3 separate regions of the Mus musculus genome follow, and regions 2 and 3 are each linked to region 1. The links are chromatin contacts, called in public capture Hi-C and promoter capture Hi-C maps. All regions are on one chromosome and are shown on one strand. Each heading gives the region's core, a stretch centred on a gene start, on an enhancer-like site or on the middle of the called end of the contact. The rest is flanking DNA. Distances are from core to core; before and after follow the strand shown.

The links. Promoter capture Hi-C pulls out the DNA fragments that hold promoters and counts their contacts. Capture Hi-C pulls out chosen DNA fragments and counts their contacts.
Region 2: a capture Hi-C map of macrophages shows a contact between it and region 1, with 4 times the contacts expected there. The contact joins the promoter of Aldh2 here to the promoter of Arpc3 in region 1. A contact is called at or near these places in 1 of 115 datasets of contacts at active chromatin or transcription factors (stem cell-derived neural progenitor cells) and 1 of 9 other capture datasets (macrophages).
Region 3: a promoter capture Hi-C map of embryonic stem cells shows a contact between it and region 1, with 2.8 times the contacts expected there. The contact joins the enhancer-like site here to the promoter of Arpc3 in region 1. A contact is called at or near these places in 2 of 39 promoter capture datasets (embryonic stem cells and stem cell-derived epiblast-like cells) and 3 of 484 Hi-C or Micro-C datasets (B cells, the G1E-ER4 cell line and embryonic stem cells).

Annotation. Positions count from the first base shown.
Region 1 is chr5:122,389,388-122,394,482 of GRCm38.p6, forward strand. It overlaps Arpc3 (actin related protein 2/3 complex, subunit 3), which reads left to right and starts at 2,491. Exons shown (of 7, transcript NM_019824.4): 1 at 2,491-2,610. The coding sequence starts at 2,605. Gm32853 (a long non-coding RNA gene) reads right to left here and starts at 3,924. Exons shown (of 4, transcript XR_387695.4): 1 at 3,152-3,924; 2 at 1,495-1,609.
Region 2 is chr5:121,591,056-121,596,150 of GRCm38.p6, forward strand. Aldh2 (aldehyde dehydrogenase 2, mitochondrial) reads right to left here and starts at 2,769. Exons shown (of 13, transcript NM_009656.4): 1 at 2,307-2,769. The coding sequence starts at 2,426.
Region 3 is chr5:123,054,900-123,059,994 of GRCm38.p6, forward strand. No RefSeq gene overlaps it. Among named protein-coding and RNA genes, the nearest start is that of Morn3, 10 kb to the left of the region's middle. Within about 2 kb of position 3,177, at least 361 of the 459 cell types and tissues checked have an H3K27ac peak or open chromatin away from gene starts, as enhancers often do. A contact at or near this core is called in B cells, the G1E-ER4 cell line, embryonic stem cells and 1 more, where this site is marked.

The sequences.
Region 1 (5,095 bases), core at 1,241-3,740:
ACTCAGTCTCACGCAGCAAGCAGGCGAAGGAGCAGGAGCAAGAGCAAGAGCAAGAGCTCGAGCTAAACTCCCTTCTTCCAATGTCCTTATATTGTCTCCAGCAGAAGGTGTAGCCCAGATTAAAGGTGTGTTCCGCCACACCTTTAATCCCAGATGAAAGGTGTAGCCCAGATTAAAGGTGTATTCCTTAAACTCGGAGATTCAATCTTCTGGAATCCATAGCCACTGTGGCTCAAGATCTTCAAACCAAGATCCAGATAAGGATCTCCAAGCCTCCAGATAAGGGTCACTGGTGAGCCTTCCAATTCCGGATTGTAGTTCATTCCAAATATTGTCAAGTTGACAACCAGGAATAGCCACTACAATACCCTAAAGCAGAAGAAATAGTTTTTCTTTTTAACTTACATTGAATTACATTGAGCTTTTGAGAGTCCATTGGCAGCTGGTGTGGTGCAGGTCATGGGAACAGCCAGCCAGAAGGTCTTTCTCCAGCATCCCTCAAAGGCCAGGCTCTGGCAGAGTGAGGCTGGATCTTAGTAAGCCCAGCTAGACGTGACATTACAGAGTATTTTCCATAACTTCTTTCCTTGAATCCTTGCAACAGGGCCCAAGGCTCCCTGGATATTTGGTGACCAGTCTACCTGGTAACGCTAATTCAGCCCTCATAGCCCTCAGGTCAGAAGTTGTCATGTTGGCCTATAGGGCTGAGTTTGGTCCATTTTCAATAAAGCCAAGTGAGGCTCTCTGAATCCATAGTCGTTGGCATCTGGAGGCCAAGGCTGAGGGCAAGAGCCAAGTGTGGCTGGGCTGTGCACCAGGCCTGGTGTGGGAATGGGCTGAGCTGCCTGTGGCCTAGGAGTACGGGATGGCTGAAAATATCCTGGTCTCTGGTCTCTGGACTCCCATTAACAGGTTCCCAGGCATGGTGGCGCACACCTTTAATCCCAGCATTCAGGAGGCAGAGGCAGGCAAATTTATTGAGTTCGAGGCCAGCCTGGTCTACAGAGTGAGTTCCAGGACAGCCAGGGCTACACAGAGAAACCCTGTCTCCAAAACCCAAGAAAGAGAACATGTCTAATGTTAGTTCTAAATACTTTTCTTGTAGCTCATTTCAGCCTCCCTAAGCAATGAGGTAAATACTGAGGCCTCTATATTTAGGTGAGGAACAGAGGCACAGAGAGGTACATTAAGTTGCTCAGAATAACACAGCTAGTCATGTTGGAACTAGGATTCAACCCCAGGACCTGGCTCCTCAGCAGTCATACAAAGAACAGGGAGTATAAGCCAGACATTGTAGAGACCAGCCTGGGCTACATAGTTAATACCTTGTCCAAAAACAAAAAGTGGTTGGCTGGGTATGGTGGTTACATATCCCCTCAGTCTCAGTACTTGGGAGGCAAGGCAGGTGGATCTCAAGAGTTCAAGGCCAGCCTGGTCTACAAAGCAAGTTTCAGACTAGCCAGGGCTACCCAGAGAGGCAAAATACATACTTACATACATATATGATGGGTGTCAGTGGTGGGTTTGTAGTCATCCCCTCAGACATGTGGCATCACTCAGGCCCTTATAATATGCTTGGTTTTCATGACCACTTAGTCCTTGCCATGATCTGGGAAGACATACACCATACCTTGTTGAAAGAGTAGAAATGATATACACATTTAGTGGGTGACAGACAGGTCAAAGGGGTAGGCTCAGGACTTTTCTTTCCTTTACCCCTGTGGTGGTCCCTGACTGTCTTAACATGACAAGGAAGATAGACACCACCGTCGGCATCATAAAACTAAGCAAGAAAAATAAATAAAAATAACAGGAGTGATGGGCACATATCTGTAATTCCTGAACACAAGTGGGTGCAGATCAGTTCATATTCATTTATATGTATATGCCAGCCTGGACTTCATGCGACTCTTAGCAAAGAAAAAATTGAAAAATAAAAAATATTGGCCGCCAAGACGGCTCAGGGTGTAGGTGTTTCTGAAGACTGTGTTGGTTCCGAGAGTATCACGGTGGAAAGTGAGAACTGATGTCCCCCACCTTGCATTGTGGTAAAAGTACAAAACTAAGCCAGGTGTGGTGGCGCACGCCTTTAATCCCGGCACTCGGGAGGCAGAGGCAGGCGGATTTCTGAGTTAGAGGCCAGCCTGGTCTACAGAGTGAGTTCCAGGACAGCCAGGGCTACACAGAGAAACCCTGTCTCGAAAAACCAAAAAAAAAAAAAAAAAAGTAAAAAACTAGACATAGCAGAAGGGTAAATCAGGCGACTGAGTGGTACTGGATTTGAAGCTGAAGCCGGGAAATGAGAAAAAAAACCCAAAAAACAAAACCGGGAGCTGATTATTAACCACTTGCGAGGGAGTCTTCAATTTCAAAATCCAGCCTTTTATTCTGAACGTGCTTTATGCATGCGCCACGGTCATCGCCTCACGCTGACGCGCCCCCTGGCGTCACTTGCGGTCAGCGCAGCCGGAGCAAGTCACCGGAAGTGCGTTTATTCCTTCCGCCCGCCTCTTCCGGCTTACTTCCGCCCACTCCACCCAGGCTCGGTCGTCGGAAACGCTTTCTGAGTTCGGCTTCTCTGGATCGAATCCGGACACCGTCAAGATGCCGGTAAGCATTCGAGCCCCAGGGGCGGGGAGCCGAGCGGGGCGAGGGTCCGAGGGGTGGCAGGAGATCTGTGTCATAAGGCCGGGGAGAGAGGAAGCGTCCGCCCTGATCTCCAGCCTTTGCCTCCAACACCGGCTCGCCTGCCCCGCCGCTTCCCCCCTAACCCTGCCGTGTTCCCAGATCCCACCCTAGAGCCTCGAACCTAAGAACGATGGCTGGCTTTTAATTTATTTTTAAGTCTAAGGTCCAGCTTCTCCTTTTTTTTTTTTTTTTTTTTAAATTTCCCCCTTGTCATTTCCACTTCCTCCTCCACCCCAGGGAGTGGGATCGGCCTGCTACCTAGTCACCTGTCAGACCTCACTTCCCTGATGGACCCCTTCCTCCGTCTCCCTGCTCTGACTCCCACCCGACTCCCTGACCACCACCGAGCCAGCGCTGGTTTCCTTTTTCGTGTGCATCCGAGTGGGAGGAAATTGATGCCGATTGCAGCTTAGCGAAGGGACGCTTGAATAGCGTGCACCCACACTGAACCAGTGTTACTGACCTCTCGCTGTGAAGCCAGCATTGTTGACAGCAGCGACTAAGGGCCACTCAAGGAGCTCACAGTTTAACGGGTAGACAGTAACCATGCAAATGCACATAGGAAGTAGTTTCCTATCTTAACAACTGCTGTGACGAAAACAGATAGATGGCAGTTAGCCTACCCCTATCGCTCAGTTATCGCTCATCCCAATACCGAGGCAGGAGGATGGCAAAGTTCAGGCCAATGTGGACTATGTAGTGAGTTCTAGGCCATCCTGGGCTACAGAACTGCAAAGCCTGTCTCCCAAGAAATGGGGGAAGAAAAAAAAAAAAAAAGAGGCTTGCATGCAGGAGGTGGGGTCACAAGGTACAGCAGCTCATGCCTGTGACCCCAGCTCTGGGGAGGCAAAGGACAGGCAGATCTTCTGGCTTATTGGCCAGCCAGCCCAGCCAAAAATAAGCAAGTTCTGGGTTCAATGAAAGACGATGTCACAGGAAATAAATATATATATAGAGAGAGATAGTAGGGGCTGAGGAGGTGTCTCAGTGGTACAAATGAGAGGACCTGAGTCTGGATGCTTAGCACCCAAGTAAAACAGAAGGGGCGGGGGGAGGGCATGCAAAGCGTGTCTGCAGTTTCGGAGCTGGGGATGTGTAGAGTTCCCTGAGGCTCCTTGTCTCAAAAATAAAGTGGAAAGCAGTTAAGAAACAGACCTATGGCCTCCACCTGTGGATATGAGCATACATACCTACATGCACACATATGCACACACGTGAACATGAACACTACACACACACACACACACACACACACACACATGTACACATGCATGGTCATGTGCAAAATAAAACTAAAAACAAAAACCAGTACCTGGTGACAGGGATTGGGAGAACAGGGGACCCGGGGATGTGGGCAAGAGGCTGGCATAAATAAGGCTTATTTATAATGAGTAGGAGAGCAAGCCTAACTTTGAACAGTGTGCATGTGTTTGAGTAGCAGTGGGGAATTGACCCCAGGGCCTCATGGCATGCTACATAGATGCTCTACCACTGAGCAGTATTCCCCCATCTTTTTTACTTTTGAAAAGGGGTCTTATAAAATTGCCCAGACTGGCCTTGTAGTTGTGATCCTCCTGCCTCAGCCTCCTAGGTAGCCAGGATGACAAGCCCGTCCGGCATCACCGTGTTTGGCTTTGGAAGATTCATGATTCCTATAGTTAGTATATGTGAAGACCCAGAGTTACTGTCCAAATGAGCCCCCGCATCTCCGGATGACACTGTCTTCCAGAGGTCTTGAGTTCAGTTACTAGCACCCACAGGGCAATTTACTACCTATAATCGGATCTGATGCCCTCTTCTAGTATGTAGGCATACAGTTTTCTAAAAATGATGTGGCATGAAAGTTTTTAGTAGGTGGGGCAGATTTATAGAATATTGGCTTTTGAAGGGTTGTTTACCATTAATGGAGGGAAATTCCCAGCATTCTCAAACTACCCTTTAAGAGCACTGGAGTTTTGTCCCCAGCATCCACATCCAGCAGGTGCCAGCTGCCTATAAGTCCAGCTCCAGGGACCCCAGCACCATCTGCTGGACTCTGTGGGTACTGCATACACACAGAAATACCCGTCCACAGATATAGTGCACACACATAATATATTTTTTGTTTTGTTTTGTTTTTGTTTTTTTGAGACAGGGTTTCTCTGTGTAGCCCTGGCTGTCCAGGAACTCACTCTGTAGACCAGGCTGGCCTCGAACTCAGAAATCCACCTGCCTCTGCCTCCGAGTGCTGGGATTAAAGGCATGCGCCACCACGCCCGGCTATAAGATATTTTTTAATCTTTAAAAAAAAAATCACGCTGAGCAGTTGGTAGCATGCACATTTAATCTCAGCACTTGGGAGGCAGAGGCAGGCAGATTTCTGAGTTCGAAATCATAGGACCAGCATTTGAGATTGTTCATCCACACA
Region 2 (5,095 bases), core at 1,519-4,018, 800 kb before region 1:
GATACTGGGTGGATTTCAAGCCTTGAGATCTGAAATTCACATAGGGGTAAAATGTGCTTCTTTCAGAAGCCACACTCAGGGATCCATTCTGAGGGAAGCTGAAGTCGCAGAAAGTATCTTCCACCTAAGAAGTTTACCTAACCTGTGGTCACACTTGGGACAGAAGGCGAGAGGACTCCAGAAAGATGAGCCAAACCTCGTTCAGCTTGCTTCGGTTAGGCAAGAAGGTGAGGACATTCAGATGGGGCCACGAAGCTTAAAAAAAAACATACCTACTGGGATGCTTGGGCCCTGCAGGTGCCCTTGTTAGCAAGCCCAGAGTCTAGGGAAGCCACCTCAAGGCCACACTGGCTGCTCCTTGGGGCAAATGGCCCTAGTGACAGCCATAGAGATTATGCAGGAACACACAGAACCCAGAGCCACTGCTTCCAAGTCCTGCTATCCCTGGCAGCAGGGTTTGCAATGATGCCACACTTTTAACACCCCGAGGTTTCTAGTGTTCCCTCCACGAGCTGCCTGGCTTAGGGCAGAGAGCTTGTGTTCTCCAAAAAAAAGCTTTAAAAGCTGAGAAAGATAAGCAGTGTTCCGGAGACAGAGTGTTTAGGGACCCGAGTGGCAGGTAGCCAGCATGCTGTCTCCCACACAAACTTATAAAAGCAAAGAACAGAGCAAGGCCACTCGCATTAACAGTGCTCTTGTGATGTGTGCAATAGGTCAGTGCCATGAAACTTCGGTAATGAACGTGCACTATCCTTGTGATGTCGAAAAAGGCAGCAATGGGGGAGGGGAGTCACTCTAACACCCCCCACCCCCACCCACGGATCACTCACAACTGAATCAAGCCAGAGCACGCATTGGACCTGATACTTTGTGCCCTGCCTCCTGATGAACCAGAGGAACAAAGCTATTGATCAGGTGCTTCCTCTTGCAGTCAATTCCGGCTCTTTTTGAAGTTCAGCTCCTTCAAGCCTGACTGATTGCTTCAGCATCAGCTGCCAGTTAAAAAACCAGCAGCTACTGAAATTTACAGCTTGTATTATGCAAAAGATGGGTTGTTTGTTTGTTTGTTTGTTTGTTTTCCCTTGGATTGACTCCTTGTAGCACTCCTCATGGGCATTTTCAAACAGGTCCTGCGCATGTGTAAATGGCTGCCAGGTCCTGGAAGTACATACTGCAGAAAGCAAGAGGCTAAGGCTACAACACCGGTGGTCAGCAGTCCATCTGGAGGATGTCCACGTTCAACATGAGATCCGACCACTGCTCCTACCCAGAGTTGCAAGAGACCATGGAATGTTTTGGCTAAGGGCTTACTTTTGGAATCCCAGACAAGAACCCAGACTTCACCTTAACTTGGCTCTTTAGGAACCTGACCAGACCTCAGTCTCTTGAGCTGTGTAGTGGGGATAGTTATAGCATCAAACTCCCAGTTCTAAAGCTTATGGGTTAAAGACTGAATTGTTTAGGACGCTGCCCTGCACAAAGGTTGGGGGAGGGGACTTTTGGGGAACCCGGACTGCAGCTCACACCAAGTGCCAAGTGCACGAGGCCCTGTAGTATCAAGAGACATGGGATCACTGTCGCCCAGCACTGGGAAGCCTGGGGCAGGAGAATTACAAGTTCAAGGCCAGCCTGGACAACTTAGTGAGATCCTGTTTCAAAGAAAAAGTAGAGAGAAAGCTGAAGACCGGAGGTGGTAGCTGCGTGTCTGGCCTGCACAAATCCAAAGTGGGGTGGGAGTGGCTGACGGAAGAACACAGAATTCCGGGCCAGCCTTGGCTACAAAATGAGATCTTCTTTCAAAATAACACATCAAGATATCAGCCCTGACTGCTTTCCCATTTTACAGAAGAGGGCAGCCAAGTCCCACTTGTTGCACAAACAAAAAGAATACTTCACAACCACGTTCTTTCATGTGATTCCAGACTTTACCAAAACTCAAAAAGCTAAGACAACATTCCAAAGTCCCGGTTGGGTAAGAGCGGCCACAGAGGGGTCCTGACCCAGCTTTTGCTTCTGAACTCTGGCTCAGGTCTGCGTGAATCGGGTAGGGGTGTATGGGAGGTCTCGCAGAGAGGAGCTGGGACGGCTGGGCCTTCCTGGGTGAACCCGGACCGCGCGGGGAAGGAGCAGGCTGCATCGATGCGGGGTAAAGAGGCCCAGGACTGTCCCAGGCCGAGAGGCGACACACTGCGGCCACATGGGCAAGGGAAGACGCGCGCAAAGATCGCTGGGCGCGGAGGGGAAACTGAGGCCGCGTCGCCCGCTCCGTCCCGCCCTAGGGCCCGAGGAGGCGAAGTGAGTCTCACCTGGTTGCAGAAGACCTCAGGCTGATGGTTGGGGGCTGGCACCGCGCTGGTGGCGGCGGCGGACAACAGGCGGCTCAGGCGCGGTCCGCGGCGGACAGTGGTGAGTGCGGCGCGCAGCATGCTGAACTGAGCGGAGCTTAACTGACCCGAACTGAACTGAAATGGGCGAGCCGAGCCGAACGGAGCCGAGAGAAGCCTTGCCGATCGGAGGGCGACTGCAGCGTTGAAGAACAAGTCCTCGCCTCCGCCCCCTGCAGCCGCCAATGGGAGGCGGAGACACGGGGGCGTGGTCAGGGAGTCCCAGCCCCTCACGGCCTAAGGGGCGCGACCCCTGGCTCCCAAAGCCAAGTCAGAGATGGAGTTTGCAGAACCCTGAGAAAGCCTAGCCAGAGTGGTGTGCGCTCCTAGCAGGGTGGCTGGCGCCTAAGGCTCACATCTGTGCAGATATGGCGGCGAAGAGAATTCATGAATGCGGTTATTCCATGAACAGCCTGGGACTGGGCACTTGAGGTGCAGGACGTCATTGGCTAGAAAGAGACGTGGACGCCTGGTCACTTGTGTGCCTTTCAACCAGGTGAACGCATCACTAGGCTAAGGAGATGGTGAGAATCTTGGCAGGGGCTTCTGGGTAGTGCAAAGAGAAGTGTTTTGAAACCCAGGAGCCCCAAACTGGGTGGAGCCCTTGGAAGCTGAGGCCCAGCCTGTTTCTGAAGCACCCAGAAGGAGGAGACTGCTGTGTATGAGCATCGCCCTGCTTTGGTGACTCGAAGGATATTGTCACCCGCGCTGTAATAGCCAGTGACCAGACAAGGTGTCTGGGCGCGTTTCCTCGTGTGCCTCTCATTTTAGCACCGGACAGCTGAAGTTGTTCCGGACTCCGCACCGTTAGCACAAAACATGAGGAAAAAAGCATTTAAGGACCTCACAGGCTGGTCACATGACCCACCGTAGGTGCAAAGGAATCTGGGAAACTGAGAACGCTGTTGGGAGAAATTAAAAAGGAGCCACTGAGCAGACTTCCAGATTCCCCCCGGGGGTCTGCACATACAGAAATCCAAAAGATATGCTCGAATTTCATATCTCCCTGGAGACTGTGCAGCTCTGTATTAGTCAATCAGGTCAGAATGAAAGCTTGGCTCAGAGAGACACACAGGACCCCTTTGTTTTCAGAATTAAAAAAGAAAAACAGCAGAAAAATGGGTCTGGGTCTTTAATCTCAGCATTCAGGAAGTATTTATTTTATGTTTATGAGTACACTGTAGCTGTACTGATGGTTGTGAGCGATCATGTGGTTGCTGGGAATTTGAATTCAGGACTTCTGCTTGCTTGCTCAGGTCGGCCCCGCTGGCTTCAGTCTAAAGATTTATTTATTATATATCTAAGAACACTGTAGCTTTCTTCAGACACACAGAGGATGTCAGATCTCATTACTGATGGTTGTGAGCCACCATGTGGTTGCTGAGATTTGAACTCAGGACCTTTTGAAAAGCAGTCAGTGCTCTTAACCTCTGAGCCATTTCTCCAGCCCTAGCATTCAGGAAGTAGAAGCAAGCAAATCTCTAGAAAGCTCGAGGCCAGCCTGGTGGTCTACATATGAGTTCCGGCTAGCCATCAATATATACATACATACATATATATATGTATATATATATATCCCTTCAAAAGTTTCACCTGCAGGGGCCCTCTGGGTGTGTTTGCTTGTTCTGCGTGGCAATTCGCCCTTGTGCAGAAGTAAACCATTTTGCCTTGCCAAATGTGGATCGTGAATCTCCACACCCATTTCCTGCAGGAAGGTGTCCCCATTCACTGTTTGTAAAAGGGCTACTTGCTGTCTCATTGACTACAGGCCCATTACCATTTAAAGAATTTTCTATGGGTGACATTTAGGTGGCTTCCAATCTTGGGGGACTACAAATAATGCCCCGGTTTGTAGAGCCACTAAGTCATGGGACATTTCCTAATTAAATACTGATAGTGCTATATACAGGCTCCTCCTCCATTTATGATTGGGTGTGGCCTTTAACTCTTCTCAGGTTGGAAGTATCACAAATCAAGAATGTGTTGAAAGTCTACTTTCGGGCTGAAGAGATGGCTCAGCTGTTAAGAGCACCGACTGCTTTTCCAGGGGTCCCCAGTTCAATTTTCAGCAACTACATGGTGGCTCAGAACCATCTGATGCCCTCTTCTGGTGTGCCTGAAGACAACGGCAGTGCACTCATATACATAAAATTAAAAAAAAAAAAACCTAAAACAAACAAAAAAAGACTTTTAAGAAAGTCTACTTTCTCGTGGTACCTGCCCTGTAACATCAGCATTCAGGAAGTGGAGTCAGGAGGATCAGGAGTTGAAGGTCAACCTGAGCTACATAAAGAGTTCTAGGCTAGTCTGGGCTACAGGAGACTCTATTTCAAACAAACAAATTACTTCCACACCCCTACCACAGAACACAGCTTATCTATTGTCACTGCCGTGCTGTAAATCCTACTTATCAAAAGTCAGTAAAAAGACTGGGTAGGATGGGACCCCAGTGTCGGACAGTGCCACCGCCCTATGGGAATCCATCCTGTTGCGTGCCAAGAGAAGCACAGGGAAGAAGAAGATAGTGCAGGTTGCTCAAAGTCACGTGTCCTTCCCCACTGGGTACCAGGACAGTTCCTGATGGACACAGGATGGTCGGATCTGAAGAAGCCAGGGGTGATCATCAGATCCTTCCCTTGTATCTTCTGAAGCCATGGTGTTCTCTCTCTCTCTCTCTTCTCTCTCTCTCTCTCTCTCTCTCTCTTCTCTCT
Region 3 (5,095 bases), core at 1,927-4,426, 670 kb after region 1:
CTATCTTTTGAGTGAAGAATGCCACTATTTAAGGATATCCTTAAGGATATATATTATAGTTATACACACACACACACACACACACACACATTATATAGTTAGAATGAGGCATAATATTCCCCACTTACATGTAGTGGTGGCACACACCTTTAATCCCAGCACTTAGGAGGCAGAGGCAGCCTGGTCTACAAGGTAAATAAAAAAAATCCAACCAACCAAACCAAACCACCACCAACAGCAAAAGCACAACCTGTTCTTGCAGAGGACCCAGGTTCAAGTCCCAGCATCCTCGTTGGGTGGCTTACAACTCCAGCTCTAGGGGATATAATGTCTGTGGCCTCCAAGGGCACACACATAAAATTAAAAACAAAATTACTTCTGACAGTGCTATGAGACTGGTGGGTACTGCATGCATTTTGAAAGCCAGCCAATCCTTCGGCCCGGTGTTTTAAGTAACATCTCTTAAAAATCAAAAAGAGCAAAGAGGGGCCCAGGTTTAGTGCCAAAGTTCTTGACCCAGGAGAGACCACCTGAATATATTATCTTGATTGGTATTTTATAGAACTCCATTCAAGGAAAGTACAGTCCAGTGTAGAAAAAATATTAAAAATACACATATTTATTTATTTATTTATTTGTATTTATTTATTAAAAAATTTTTTTTGAGACAGGGTTTCTCTGTATAGCCCTGGCTGCCCTGGAACTCACTTTGTAGACCAGGCTGGCCTCGAACTCAGAAATCTGCCTGCCTCTGCCTCCCAAGTGCTGGGATTAAAGGCGTGCGCCACCACCACCCAGCAAAAAATACACATATTTTTTTTTTTAAAGATTTATTTATTTATTATATGTAAGTACACTGTAGCTGTCTTCAGACACTCCAGAAGAGGGCTTCAGATCTCGTTATGGATGGTTGTGAGCCACCATGTGGTTGCTGGGATTTGAACTCCTGACCTTCGGAAGAGCAGTCGGGTGCTCTTACCCACTGAGCCATCTCACCAGCCCAAAAATACACATATTTTAAAATTGAGTTTTAAACCACAATTATGAATATAAGTGTTATACCTTTCTTTCTTTCTCTCTCTCTCTCTCTCTCTCTCTCTCTCTCTCTCTCTCTCTTTCTTTCTTTCTTTTTTTCGAGACAGGGTCTTCTATGTAGTTCTGGCTGCCCTGAAACTCACTACGTAGATCAGGCTGGCCTCTAACCCACAGAACTCTACCTGCTTCTCTCTCCTGAGTACTGGGATTTAAGGCATGTAGCACCATACCCAGCTGCTACATGTTTTAAAATTTTTATTTTACTGTGTGCACACACTCATATACACATGGAGGTCAGAGGACAGTTTGTGAGAGTCTCTTCTCTCCTTTTCTGTGGGTTACAGGGATCGGCCTCATCATGAAGGCATTCACCTTTACCTGCTGAGCCATTTTGTCAGCCCAGTACAGACTTGAATAAAGAAAAATGTATTAAAGCACACAGGAGATGTTAATCCTGACCTAGTATACTCAATAGGACTTTAATAAATACATTAATGATAATAATAATAGTTATTACTATTATTGTGTATTAATAAATACATTAATGATAATAATAATAGTTATTACTATTATTGTGTATGGGTGGCATGTCTATGCACCTATGCATGCGTGGTGCTACTGGAGGCAAGGAGAGGGCATCAGATTTGCAGGAGTACTGATCCTTGTGATTTTACCATGTGTGAGTACTGGGAGTCAGACTGAAGGTTTCTGGGAAGAGCAGCTAGTACTATTAACCACTGGGCCATCTTTCCAGCCCTAAATACTTAATTTTAAGTATTACTTAATTTTAAAGATGTATTTATTTTTATTTAGATGAGTACACTACAGCTGGCTTCAGACATATCCCAGAAGAGGGCATTGGATCCCATTACAGATGGTTGTGAGCCACCTTGTGGTTGCTGGGATTTGAACTCAGGACCTCTGGAAGAGCAGTCAGTGCTCTTAACCACTGGGCCATCTCTCCAGCCCCCTAAGTACTCAATTTAAAAAAGCATTTTACACCAAGCATGGTGGTAAGTTTAGCACTTGGGAAAACAAGGCAGAAGTATAAATTCAAGGACACCCTGGCCTTCAGGGGAAACCCTACCTCAAAAGACAAAAAAAAAAAGAAAAAAGAAAAAAGAAAGAAAGAAAGAAAGAAAGAAAGAAAGAAAGAAAGCAAGCAAGCAAGCAACAACAACGACAACAACCACCACCCAAAAGCTGAGGAGACCGCTCAGTGGAGAGAGCTGTTACTGTATGGTTGTGGCACCTGTCAATAGTTAAATCTGATGGCTTATGGCTTAGGCAGGAAATAGGAGGTAGGACATCTGGGAGAGAGAAAGAATTCTGGGATAGAGCCAGGCACGAGGTCCACCTGGGAGGATGCATGGAACCTGAGCACAGGTAACCAGCCATGGGGCAGAATATAGATTAAAATTAGTGGGTTATCATAAGTTATGATTCTAGTCAGAGAAGAGCCTAGCTCTATGGCCAAGGTATTTGGAAATCTGTTTTGAGTCTGAGTCTTATTTCTGGGAACACGGGACCGGGAGGAAGAATCGACCCTTATATCTACAGCTCAGTGGTTAGAGCATTGGCTGCTCTTCCAGACAACCTGGGTTCTGTTCCCAGCACCCACATGGCAGGCAACAACCGTCTGTTACTCCAGTTCCAGGTGCTCTGACTCCCTCTTCTGGATTCCCCTGGCACAAGGAACACACCCCCAAAACAGTCATACACAAAAATATTAAACAAAACATTTTGTTGTATTTAGCCAACCACACTATGCGAACTTACATTTCTACCAAGAATCATAGTGAATTTTTAAATAACAATAAAATAAAATTATAAGTCAAAACCACAATCAGAACTAGATTCTAGCTCTTTAAAAGCGGGATTGTGGGGAACGGGGCTACAAACAGGATGGTGTGGCTGACGTCATGAATTTCGGGGGGCTTTAAATGCGCATGCGTTAGGCTCGCTTCACACACGCGATCTTCCTGCACGCAGTGCGCGTGCGCACGGCGAAGGAGCCCCGCCGGCTTAATTTTTTTTTAGGTGGGAGGAGCCAGTCGCGGGAGTTCTCGAGACCTACCTGCTCCCGCGGAATTACCCGTCCTAGCCCCTCTGCACATGCGCAATCACCAACACGCGTCTGGGAGGTCTCTGAAAGGCGGGCCCGAGGTTGCGCCTGCGCTCTGGGTACTCTTCGCGGAAGTGAGTGGGAGATGGGGGTGGGAATCGCGCTTCCACGCGGAACCGACGGAGGGCGAGCCTGAGTGTGCGGCTAGGGTTCGTGACTCCTCCAGTGCCGCCCTTCCTAGTCACGTGAAGACTGGACTGTGGACACAGAAATTATTTTTCTAATTTAAAGATTCTTACATAATTACCCATGTCTACGTGAAGGAACTGTTTTTTCTTTCAATTTTGTGTTTCTGGGACTAGTACAATGTATCAGTCCAGGCAGGCCTCGAACCCCAATCTTCTTCCTTCAGCTTCCCGAACGCCAGGATTCTCAGGCGGAAAAGTTTAGTTTTGGATTTATCCCTAATCATTTCTTAGCCTTTTTTTTTAAGAATGCTTGAAACATCACGAAGCATTTTAGGAATCATGCACGGTAGCTCGGGCTCAGAGGGAGGAGAATCACTCGGGAGTTCAAGATCCTCAGCTACACAGGGAGCTGAGAGGCCAGGGCTCAAAGCAGAACTCACTTCGGATGCCTCCGAGTGTTCGGAGAGATTACCAAGAATTATTAGTAAGTGGTTCTTGTCTGTTAGGCAGATTTATTGCATAAAGGCTAGCAAAGAAGTCTGCATAGAATTATGTGTGGCTTTTGTGTCCTGAAGGTGGTTGGTTCATTTGTTTCCATAAACAAGTATGGAAAGCGGATAGTGTTCAATATATGAAGACTGTTCTGATGGCTGGGGACACCAAGAAGCCTGTAGTTCAGCCCCAGTTCTTAAAGGGTTCTTGTGGGAAGGTCACGTGGTTCAGATGTAGAGGCAGTCTTGGAGGTAGCTGTGGGAGCACCTTGACATCTGCTGGGTGACGTCTGTGCACTTCAGAGACTGTCCAGTCAATACAGTCGTGCTGGACTTGGGGAGAGGAAGTCTAGATGCCAGAAGAGGAGATTAGGACCAAAGTGGAGGGTGAGAGACCATGTGTGTTCCTGAACATTGAGGGGTGGTAGGGAATGAGGCAGGAAGCGACTGTTAGACCAAAATCGCCTACTTCAAAAGGGAGAAGTTAGTAAAACTCTCTAAGGAAGATTATTTACGGGTTTACGATTTATTCATCCGTGTCTGTGTGCATGTGTAAGTTGCACCCATGTAGTGGTATGAGCGTGACATTCAGTACACAAGTCTACAGAGCTCTCTCTTTCCAACATGCAAGTCTCAGTGTTTGAACTCAGAGCCTTGGGCCTGGTGGCGGATCTCCTCTTACCCGCTGAGCCTCCTCTCCACCCCAACTCCCCAAGAAAGTCTTGAAATGGTACATTCTTGGGCCAGAATCTCTTGAGGCTGATGAGAGGTATGACTCCTAATCACTGTTCTAAAACGCTGGAAGGGTAGGGATTCTTGGACTCCCTGAAGAAGTTGCTCAGGTCCCGTCTCCCTCAGTTATATATGCCTTGAGGAAGAGGGGTTTATAAGAGTGTTAGGCCAAGAGAATAAACTTCAAGAATAGCACAGAAAAATAATTGAAAAGGAAGCTCTTAAATGTATCCAAAAAATCCACTTTGTAGTAGAATACGTGGGACAGACTGGTTTCATGGACTTGCTCACTTATATTTTGCCCTGGACCCTGACAAATTATGAAGTAGATATTGTTTTTTAATCTCCCAAAGGCTGCCTACATTATACTACTACAACCTTGAAGGATCTAGGGTTGTAAAATGTTGGGGGGACACAAAGATTCAGATCTTAATATAAGATAACTAAATGAAAGGCTGGAGAGATGGCTCAGCAGGTATAGGACTGTCTTGCAGAGGTCCTGGGTTTAGGTCCTAGCATCCACCTCCGGCCATTTACAGCTACCTGTAACTCCTGTTTCAAGGGATCTAGTGCCCTCTTCTGGT